2 separate regions of the Oryctolagus cuniculus genome follow, and region 2 is linked to region 1. Evidence: chromatin contacts called from public Hi-C data. All regions are on one chromosome and are shown on one strand. Each heading gives the region's core, a stretch centred on a gene start, on an enhancer-like site or on the middle of the called end of the contact. The rest is flanking DNA. Distances are from core to core; before and after follow the strand shown.

Region 1 (5,042 bases), core at 1,361-3,860:
CCAGACTCAGCAGGGCCTGCCGTTCTCAGCTGCCACGGGCACGGCGATCCTGGGGACACTCCTCCACCCCCACCCCTTGGAGGTGCCTTTCAGAGCGCCGCCCTCCACCTCCGCCTGCCCTGCCGACGTTCTTTTTGCAGCTCCCAGACTGCTAGGGGTCATCCTCTCAGCTGCTGTGGGTGTGGGATGTGTCTCCCCCGCTTCTCCGGGCAGTGCAAGGCACCCCGGGGTCCGCAGAGGGGGCATCGGGCAAAGTCCCTCTGTGGCCCCTCCAGGGATGCCCCTGCACAGCTGGGCGCTGGCGGCTCTCCCGGTGAGCAGCACCGAGATGTGGCTTTCCCGACCCCGGTTGTCCTCTGCTCCACACCCAGGGTACATCCGGGAGGGCTTCCTGGCCGTGCAGCACGCCGTGGACAGAGCCATCATACACTATCACGCCAACGCCTCTGCCCAGCAGCTCCTGCAGCAGCTCACGGTGACCGTGAAGAGGTTCCCGTACCCGCCCTTCATCTCCGACCCCTTCCTGGTGGCCATCCAGTACCAGCTGCCCCTGCTGCTGCTGCTGAGCTTCACCTACGCCTCGCTTACCATCATCCGGGCGGTGGTGCAGGAGAAGGAGCGCAAGCTGAAGGTGAGCCCGCGTGCTCTGGGGGGAGGGTGCCGCTGGGAGGCCCGGTCCTGGTTTCCAGGCTGCCCCGCCGTGCACCCACACCCACTGCTCTGTGGCTCCCGCCGGTCTTGGGGCTTCCTTGAAATCAGGCCGCGTGTCTGGGTTTTCAGGCCCTGGGAGAGCGTGCCGGTTCCTGTGTGGCGCGCTCAGGAGGGAAGGGTGGCCCTGGAGCTGCGTGGTGCATCGCGACAGGCCCTGGCCGACAGTGCCAGCTGCACGATGTTGATTTTGCTCTGTTGGACGGTGACGGCTGAACGGGAGGCTAACTAGCACCGTGTGCGGATCAGGGGCCACTGTGCTGCAGACTTGGGCGTGAGTGAGTGGGGAGTGAAGCCGTGAAGGGCACCATGGTGTCTCCCGAGGAGTCTTCAGAGCCCGCGGGAAATGCGTCTTGCGGGAAACCAGCCGTGGGTTTCAAGCACCTCTCGGTCCCGTTTTCTCGGAGCCTCCTGAAGCGTGCCACGTGGCCACGCGGCCTCGATAAAGACCACCGGGGTGAACTTGGCGCCTGCCGTCACCCGGGAGTCGCTCAGCTTCCTCCGCTGCAAATGTCCACGTGCCACTGAGAGCCTTCTCAGGGCAGGAGTCTGTAACGACTGAGGTCGTAAAAGGCCGGGAAAGCCGACGGGAGCACGGGGGTCCGCTGGGTGCTGTGACGAACCTGACCGAGGCGGCCGTAGAGCAGGCTGCACCTCAGTCACAAGCGCAGACCCACGGGTGAACCAGGTAGGGCAGGCGCTCACCCGGCGGCTGAGTCTGCGCAGTAGCCGCACTCCCTCCTGCCAGTGGGGCAGTGCATAGGACGGGGAGGGGGCCGGGCGGGATTCCTTGCGCCCTGCCACCTGGCTGCTGCCTGCAGGCCACGGCGTGGGTGTCCAGGTCACAGCCGCACTCGCGTGTGCGGGGCTGCAGGTGTGACGTGACGCAAGCCCCCCCCCCCCCCCGCAGGAGTACATGCGCATGCTGGGGCTGGACAGCTGGCTGCACTGGAGCGCATGGTTCCTCATGTTCTTCCTTGTCCTCCTCGTCGTGGTCTCCTTCATGACGCTGCTCTTCTGCGTCAAGGTGAGCGTGGTCCCCGTGGCGGCGGAGCAGCCGGGGTGCCGGCGCAGTGTGGAGCCCTGGGCTGCGTCCTTGGTGACTGTGGATGTTTGGGCCTCCCCCGCCCCCGGTCTGCCCCGTGCCCCTGCAGGTGAAGACGGGCGTGGCCGTGCTGACCAACAGTGACCCCTCCCTGGTGCTGGCCTTCCTGCTCTGCTTCGCCACCTCTTCCATCTCCTTCAGCTTCATGGTCAGCACCTTCTTCAGTAAAGGTCAGTGGTCTGGCTGCCCTGGACCGGAGACCGTGGACGACCAGGTCTCGGGGAAGCCGGGGGCTTGTCTGGGCTGTGGGAGGTTAAGGGGTCCCCGCATCTGAGTGGAGGTGAGCCAGGCACTGAGTTACGGCAGAGCAGTGGCGGGGAGAGGCAGGGACGGCGGTGTGTGCGGCAGGCCACAGGGCTACAGGGCAGGCCAGCGAGGGAGCCTCACAGGATGGCGCTGAAAACAGGCCAGAGGCCAGAGCACACGGGCGGGCCCGGGCAGGAGAGTGCGGGGTCGGGCGGAGGGCCTGGTGAGCTCGGACGTCCGGCGGCCTCGTGCTGCCCAGTGAGCTCCGATGTCCAGCAGCCTCGTGCCACCCGGCGTGCCCCGACTTCCGGCGGCCTCGTGCTGCCTGAGCGGTGCCTCTGTCCAGCTCCGTTCCCTCTGCGCCGTCTTCCAGGGACTGATGGCGTTTCCCGCGGTACCTCTTATCCCGCGCTTCGGAGGGTGTAGATAGTGCCTCTGTTCCAGCGTCCGCCTCATACCCCACACACACACACACACACACACACACACACGGCGTCCGTGCGAGCCACTGAGCTGCCTGCCTTGTCCCGCTTCCTCCCAGCTCTGACTGGCACCTTCCCACACACGGCGTCCTCGTTAGCACCGCCCGGGCGTCTCACTGTGTCTGGTCCACGTGACCCCTGCGGGAAATGCGGGCAGTTTGCTGCCAGCCGCCCCCCGCGCACCTGCTCCTCTGACTCACTCTATTGTCGTTCCCTGGGGAATGGTTCTTTGACTGGCGTGGGTGAGCGGTTGCTCAAGTGTTTTTGGACTCTGTATGCCCAAAGGCGGCTTTATTCTGCCTCCCTCCTGAGCGGACGGCAGGTTGGTCGGGCAGCCATCGCTGTCCGAGCCCACGGCCATCCCTGTTGGCAGGAGCCTGGCGCTGGCCTGGGTGCGTGGGTGCTATGATCTGAAGGCTCCTGCCCGCCCGCCCTCAGGGCCCATTGGATCCTGCTGCCAGCATCGCTGGAATGCTCTCCTCTTGGGCCTTGGCTCCAGCCTCTCTGTTGTCCTTAGTGCCCTTTACCTCTGTGGCTGGTGCGTGTGTGCGTGCGGGTGTGTGGGCAGTGGGGTGGGCGCTGCCTGTGTCTCCTTAGCCGTCCCAAGTGCACACTACAGTGCATTCACACTGTAGAGCGGCCATCACCACTGCCCCGCTCCAGACTTTCCCATGGCTCCCAGCTGAAACTCTGGCCCCGCCGCCCCTCCCTGTGTCCCTGGGAACCATGGCTCCTCCTTGTCCAGGTGAGTGTGACGGCCCAGGTGGAATCGCACAGCGTCTGTCCTGTCGGGACGGCCGGTCTCACCTAGCACCGAGTGTGCGGATCCCTCCCCTTCTGCAGCTGGAGGACAGTCCACAGCCAGAGGCCCTCCTGTGTGCCTGGTCGTCTGTGTGTGAGCTGCTCTGAACGGTGCTCTGAGAGCGTGGAAACACCTGTCCAGTCCTCCTGGCTGTGGCCCGGCGGGGCTGTGGCCGGGCCAGGCAGCAAGTCTGTGTTTAACGGCCCATGGAGCAGCCGGAGTTGGCACCACAGTTCGCCAGGGTTCCTTCTTCCCCACACCTCGCCAGCATGTCTGTTCTGTGCTCGGCATCCTGTGGGCAAGAGGAGGCATCGCCCATGCCGCCCAGCCCGGCCTGCCCCTGGCTCCTATGTGTGCTTTGACAAACCTCTCCTAGCGGATCCTGGCCTGCCCGCCCACCCCCCCCCCCCCGCCTGTGCGTGCTCAGTGCGCATCCTGCAGACGCGGCTTTCGTTCCGAGACGGTGGTCGTGTTTTGTGAACCCTCGGTCGGCTCGCACACATCCCCTGGTCTTGCTTCTTCACCTGGTTTTTGGGGGAAACCCTTCCTGTTTGGGGGAAGCGTCTCTCCGTCCCACGGCCGGCTTATTCTGTGTCTTGTTTGCTCACTCTGATGCCCGTGGAGCCCTCTGAGCGTGTCCGCGAGCCCAGAGGTGGGGCTGCAGCTGAGCCGTCCGGGGAGTCAGACGCACGCCCGGCAGCCTCCGCCGTCTCAGCCCCAGAGAGCCCAGTTCTCAGGCTGTGTGTCCCCCGCCTCTGCGGCAGCTCCACCCTTCCCGCTGCCCGCCCCTGGACTCGTCCTTGCCTGTGGACGATCTCACAGGAGCAGGAGGGACAGATTTCAGTCCAGCTGCTGGGGCTCCTTCATCCTAAGACCCTTTGTGTCCTTAAAAATTGAGTTCACCAAAGTGCTTTTCTTTCTTTGTATTCTTAAGGTCTGTTTGTTTAAAGGCAGAGTCACAGAGAGAGAGAATCTTTCATTTGTTGGTCCACTCCCCGAGTGGCTACAACAGCTAGTCTAGCCAGGCCAAAGCCGAGAACCAGAGCTCCACCTAAGTCTCCACGGGGGTGGCTGGGGCCCAAGTGTTTGGGCCGTCTTCCACTGCTCTCCCAGGCACGTTGGAAGTGGATCCACCCACGTGGGATGCCGGCGTCACAGGTGGCAGCTTAAACTGCCGAGCCATAATGCCGGCCCAAAGGGCTTTTCCTATGTGACATATCTGTCTGTATTTATTCTAGAGCAATGAATGTAAGAAAATCTAGATTTTTTCAATTTAAGGGATAGCCACCGTAAACCTGCTGTAAGTTTACATACATGTGCAAAACGGCCATGTTTCCCTCGAGTTAGTGAGGCGTGTGCCCGTCTCACATTCCTGCCACCCTTGGTGGTGTCTGGGTTCTCCCTGTGCCCAGGGCATTCACCAGACACGGACGTGCAGCTGGGAGGGGCTCAGCGCGGGGTGCGAGCTGGGGACTCGGTGAGTGAGTGAAGGAACAAGTGGACCGGCAGGAAGTGAGGCAGCGTGGGGAGCAGGTGTGTGGTGATGTCGGAGGCAGCTGGGCTGTGGGGGTCCCAGGGTGGGACTAGGTGTAGCCCCAGGCAGGCGCTGTCTCAGGGGAGAGGAGGCAGCAGGCTGAGTACTGGGACGCCTGTCCCCAGGTGGACAGCTGGCACAGGGGTCAGCAGCTCCTCCCACCGG
Region 2 (5,042 bases), core at 1,789-4,288, 77 kb after region 1:
CACCTGACGCCCCCAGGCGACACCAGCACGCCATCTTCTAGACGTGTCACACAGGTGGAGTGCAACAGGATGTGGCCCTGATTGTGAAACGTGGTGGTGCCATGTTCCTGTGCAGCTGGGCCACATTCCCCTGGCTGAGTGGCCACCGTTGAGTTGCCCGTCCGTCCGCTGATGGACACGTGGGTTGATGTGAATGGTGTGAGTATTCACATGGGAGTATCCCAATGTTTGCGGTTCTCTTGGGCGTTTCTAGGAGTGCAGTGGCGGCTGCAGCTTTGCAAGGAGCCACCAAGCTGTGCCAGGTGTTCTGCCTGCAGTATGCGAGCAGCCACCCCCACGGTGGAGGTGAGAAAACCGGCCCCCGAGCTGCAGGACCCCCTGGAGCAGGTGGCTCCGGGCAGGGCCCGTCCTGCTGCTGGCTCAGCCCCGCCCCGACCTCGCCCCTTGTGGCCCAGGAGGCGGGCTTCACACCAGGCTCAGGGGAGCTTTGGGGAAGAGCGGGGGAGGACATGGCCCCGGAGGCCCAGCGCTGCAGGGGGGTCTGAAGCAGGACGGACGGCCGGGGCCAAGGCGCCGCCAGATGTTGGAGTGGGGAGCATCCCTTTATCTGCGGGGCTCAGCTTGGGGTGTGGGGGCTGAGGGCCAGGGAACACTCTCGGTGGGGGGGTGGCATGGGGGGGCAAGGTCCCCGCCTGGCCCGAGCAGCTCCTGCCAGTCCTGCTGGGCGGGAAGCGGGGGACAGGAGCGCATGGTTGTTGATCCTCTCTGGTGCACCAGGCACCAGCGAAGCGCTGACAGAGGCGGCACCCCCAAGAGTGACAGGAACCACAGGGCAGCTGACACACCCCCACGCTTCCAGCAACCCCTGGGGACACATGTCTCCCTCCTCGAGTAACGGGCAGGTCCTGGGGCTCTGGGGGCTGGGAGGGCAGGCGCACAGCCGGTGGGCAGAGGCAGGGGCTGCGGGCTGGCTGGCAGGACATCCGGGAAGGAGGCCAGCCCAGGCTGCAGTGAAGCGGCGGCCAGCTCCACTCCGGGCGGGGCGGAGCCTGGGCGATTCTGCTAGCTCAGCGGCCCCTCCCCGCTGACTTCCTGGCTGGCTGCCCCAGGCCCACGCCGCTGCATCCACACCCCCAGCCCCCGTGGCTGCCTGCTGCACTGCCCTTACCCCCAGGCTGGGGGACCCCAGGCAGATGCACATCTCTGCACGTGGGCTCCCCAGCGGCATTGGCGCCGGGCTGTGGGCAGAGCTACTGGCCCATCTTCCGGAGGCTGGAAGGTCGCTGGTCGACAGACAGCGAGCGTGTGGGAGCCAGGACTTGCACACCCCCTTGTGGCCTTTTGCTTCAACAGGCCCTGGCCCTCCTCCCTGCACACTTCCCCCTGGGGAGGCCGTGAGCAGGAGCCCACCCGGAGACAATCCGTGTGCCCCTTCCAGGCCACACGCTGTGTACATACCTGGGACCCGGGAAGCCCCGCCCAAACCGCCCCAAGCTTGTCCCAGGCCTGTCGCTCTACAGGTGGGCCCATAGCCGGTGCCCGTCCTAGGCAGAAGGAGGGACTGAGGGGTGCTGGTCCCTGGGCTGTGGACGGCTGCAGGCAGGGGAATCCAGGGATTCTGAATCTGCAGCTGGCCTCTCGGATCCGTGTTTGTCAGGGCAGGAGGCTGCAGCGTACTTGACTTAATGGGTTATTGGCGTGACCTGAAACCGTCAGACATCGAGGTGCACGGCCAGGGTCGCTCACCTGGAGCACTGGGACGCGGCCGTCTCCTTATTCTGGGGGGAAGAGCAAGTCCAGAGGCCAACATGGGCTGAAAGCGCAGACCCTGGGACTCGGGGACCCCAGTGGGGGAGGGTCGCTTAGCTCCTGTGCCTCAGCTTGTCTAGGGTGCCCGGCCCAGCAGGTGCCCAGGAGTGGGTCTCTATATAGAGTCGGGGGATGGGCCCTGGCACATACGGGCCACTCTGGGAGTCCAGCCCATGGCAGAAGACTGAGGCTTGCTCCCCGGGCCTCCAGGGGAACCCCACAGAGTGCTGCCTCCCTGCCCTGCGCTGCGGCCGCCTTGCTGTCAGGGGCCACAGGGCATGGGTTAGGCCTTGCGCTACAGGTGCCACCCTCACCGCATACGCCCAGCAGCCTTGGCCAGCGCGGGTGCTGAGCTAAACGAGGAACTGGAGCCTGAGCTGGGGCCCAGACCCCAACTCTGAGCCTAGAGTGCCGGGATGACAAGGCGGGGGCGGGCCAGCTGGGGGTGGGGGGACGGGGTTAGCCTCTGCCCAGCAGCGCTGTCCAGCGTGGGGGCCAGGAATCCTAACGCTGGAGAGCGGCAGGCCCGGGTAGGGTGCAGAGGGGGCAGGGCTGTGACCCCATTTGTGCTGAGGACGGGCCGCCTGGGCCCCCTCGGTAGTGGACACGGAGGGCTACATCGCACGCGCTGGCAGGGCGAATTCCGCTGCCGGGGGGTCGCCCTGGGGGCCACGCTGTCCCCGATTGCTGAGGACAGCACTCAGAGGCCGCAGATGTACTGGGGGGTGGGGGCGCGTGTTTCCTGACGCCGAATTCATTATTGGGGGATTCCTCTTCACAGTCCCGCCACACCTCCCACGGGGAGGCGCCGGCCAGAAGTGCCCGACAGCCCGGGCGCCCGGGTCCCCGCGCCCGTCCGCGCCCGCCCACTGCCGCGCAGCCCCTCCCTGCTGGGTCCCGCAGCCTCGCCCAGGCGCGGGCTCCGCGGCCGCCGCCGAGTCCGCGCTCCGTGCGGAGCCCCCAGCCAGCCGCCGGCCCCGGCCCCGCGCCCGGCCCGCACGTGAGGAGGGGGCGTGGGGGAAGGGGCCGCCGGAGGGGCGGAGCCAAGGAGCCGGGCGCGCGGCCGGCGCGGGCTGACGGAGGTCAGCGGCCGCCGCGGCGGGACCCAGGCGTCCGGGAGGCGGTGCCCGGTGCCGCGCCCGCCGCCGCCCCCGCCCCCGGCCGCCCCCCGCCCGTGACGCGCTCCCCGCCCCCTTCGCGCCGAGCCCGAGCCCGAGCCCGAGCCCGAGCCCGAGCCCGAGCCCGAGCGGGGCGCAGGGCGGCGGGCGGCGGAGGCGGCGGGCGGCGGAGGATGCGGCCGCAGCCGCGGGGCCGCCGCCGCCGCTGAGCCGCGGATCCGCCGAGCGCAGCCGCGCCGCTGCGGCCCCGCCGCGCCATGGGGAAGGAGCAGGAGCTGGTGCAAGCGGTGAAGGCGGAGGACGTGGGCACCGCGCAGCGGCTGCTGCAGAGGCCGCGGCCCGGCAAGGCCAGTGAGTGCGGGGGGCGCGCCGCGGGCGTCCGTCCCCGGCGCCGAGACCCCCACCCCTGCCGGCGCCGGGCGGGGCGGGGCGGGGAGGCCGCGGGGTCCCCGGGGGCGGGGCGGGGCCGGCGGCGCCGGGACCCTCGGCCCGCGCCCCCCACCGGCCCCGGCTCTGGCGGAGGCGCGACCCGAGCCCTCGGTGCCACCCTGAGCCCCCGCGGCGCCCACCCCGCCGGCGCGGGTGTTCGCATCCCCCCCTCCCTCCGGCTGCGGGGCTAATGGCCCAGGTCTCCGCTGTCGGGGCCTTTCCAGGGCGAGGCGGATGCCCCCCCACACCTGGGAGAGCGGGGAGGGGGAGCCCTTGCGGCAGGGGTGAGGGGGCTGCGCCGGCTCCGGCTCCCGTGTTTAAAAACATGCTGTGCAGGGATGGGGGGGCAGGACCGTGCTGGGGGTGTGGCTGCCCAGGCATGGCCGGAGGGGGGCCATTTACTGCTGGGGCAGCAGAGGCCCAAGGTCGCCCGGCTCAGGGCCTGCTGGGCTCCAGGGAAGGGGAGCTGGGCGGGGGGGAGCGGGGCTGGGGCCTCACGCGTCCACCAGACCCTGGTTCTGCCTGGCTCCCTTGGCGGCACAGGAGGCCTGGAGGGAGTGGGGGCCCTGCTGGCCACCCGTGGCTCGCGCTGTGGGGGCCCCAGGGAGGGGCTGGGAGCGCTGCGCACCCTGATCCCGGCACTCATCCCTGCTCAGCCCCAGGCCTCCCTGGGGGCGCCAGGAGATGGATGGATGGGCGTGTGGCCCAGCCGTGTGCGGCTGCACGTATGAGCGTGTCAGTGTGTCAGGGCACCTGTGCGGGCACCGGCCGGGCTCTGCAGGGCGGCACGTGGGTCTGGGCGCCTCACAGGCTGCAGTAGCGCACGGAGGCCCTGCCACCCTCTCTGGGGGGGGGGTGCTGAGAACTGGGACTGCCCCCTGGGTGGGGGATCCCCTGGGCTGTGCTGCCTGCCGGCTCCAGTGTGGTCAGACGGGGGCACCAGTGCCTCACAGGCACGCGCAGGCTGGCCCTGCCTTTCGAGTCCCAAGGGCCTGGAGGGGCTGCCCCCTGGGGCTGGACACCCGGGGAGGGGGGTCCAGGTGGGGGCAGCCTGAGCCTGAGAGCAGGTGGGGAACTGAGAGGGGGGGTTTGCACCTGGCGCTTGTGTGACCTTGGGCAAAGAGCTCCCCACCCGGAGCTCTGGGCCTCCGAGTTCTGGTCTGCAGGGTGGGGTACGTGTGTCCCTGTGTCTGAGGGTGCACAAGAAGGGCCAGGCACTTAGCAAATGCCGACCAGGACGGTTCCTGTCCACCAGAGAGCCCAGGGCCTCGTGCTGGAGGGTTCCTCCTCCCGCCTGTCCTGGCCAGCAGGGGGAGGCGGGCGGGCGTTGTGTCCCCTCTGCCTGGGTGTCTGACTTGGCCTGGCCTCTGGGGCAGGAGAAAACACCTGCCGTGGCCCCACGACGGCACTCTGACTCACAGGGGCGGGCGCAGTAAATCAGACGGAGAAATCCCTCCAGGAATTAGCTCGGTTGTCATGGCGACGCTGGCCTGCTTTGGAGTAAGATGCGTTTCGATTCAGCAAAGTGCAGCTGGAGTTGAGGCCAGGGGTAGAGGATGTCCAGAGGGGTCCCCTCCTGTCCTCGGCCCCTTCCCTCGGCGCCCCGGGCACTCGGCAGCTGTCCTGCGAGAGGCGGCTGGGAGGGGCTGGCCGCGGATGCCCCGGAGGGAGCACGGGGGCCAGCTG

Evidence for each region. A called contact is a pair of places that touch in the nucleus more often than the background predicts.
Region 2: a contact with region 1 is called in a Hi-C map of an unstated tissue, with 3 times the contacts expected there. The contact joins the promoter of CASKIN1 here to the enhancer-like site in region 1. A contact is called at or near these places in 2 of 6 Hi-C or Micro-C datasets (ear pinna and an unstated tissue).

What each region holds. Positions count from the first base shown.
Region 1 is chr19:32,978,526-32,983,567 of mOryCun1.1, forward strand. It overlaps LOC100345135 (phospholipid-transporting ATPase ABCA3), which reads left to right. Exons shown (of 32, transcript XM_070064106.1): 7 at 372-631; 8 at 1,619-1,735; 9 at 1,863-1,983. Among named protein-coding and RNA genes, the nearest start is that of RNPS1, 29 kb to the right of the region's middle. Within about 2 kb of position 2,611, at least 1 of the 8 cell types and tissues checked has an H3K27ac peak or open chromatin away from gene starts, as enhancers often do.
Region 2 is chr19:33,055,086-33,060,127 of mOryCun1.1, forward strand. CASKIN1 (CASK interacting protein 1) reads left to right here and starts at 3,039. Exons shown (of 20, transcript XM_070064119.1): 1 at 3,039-3,278. The coding sequence starts at 3,185.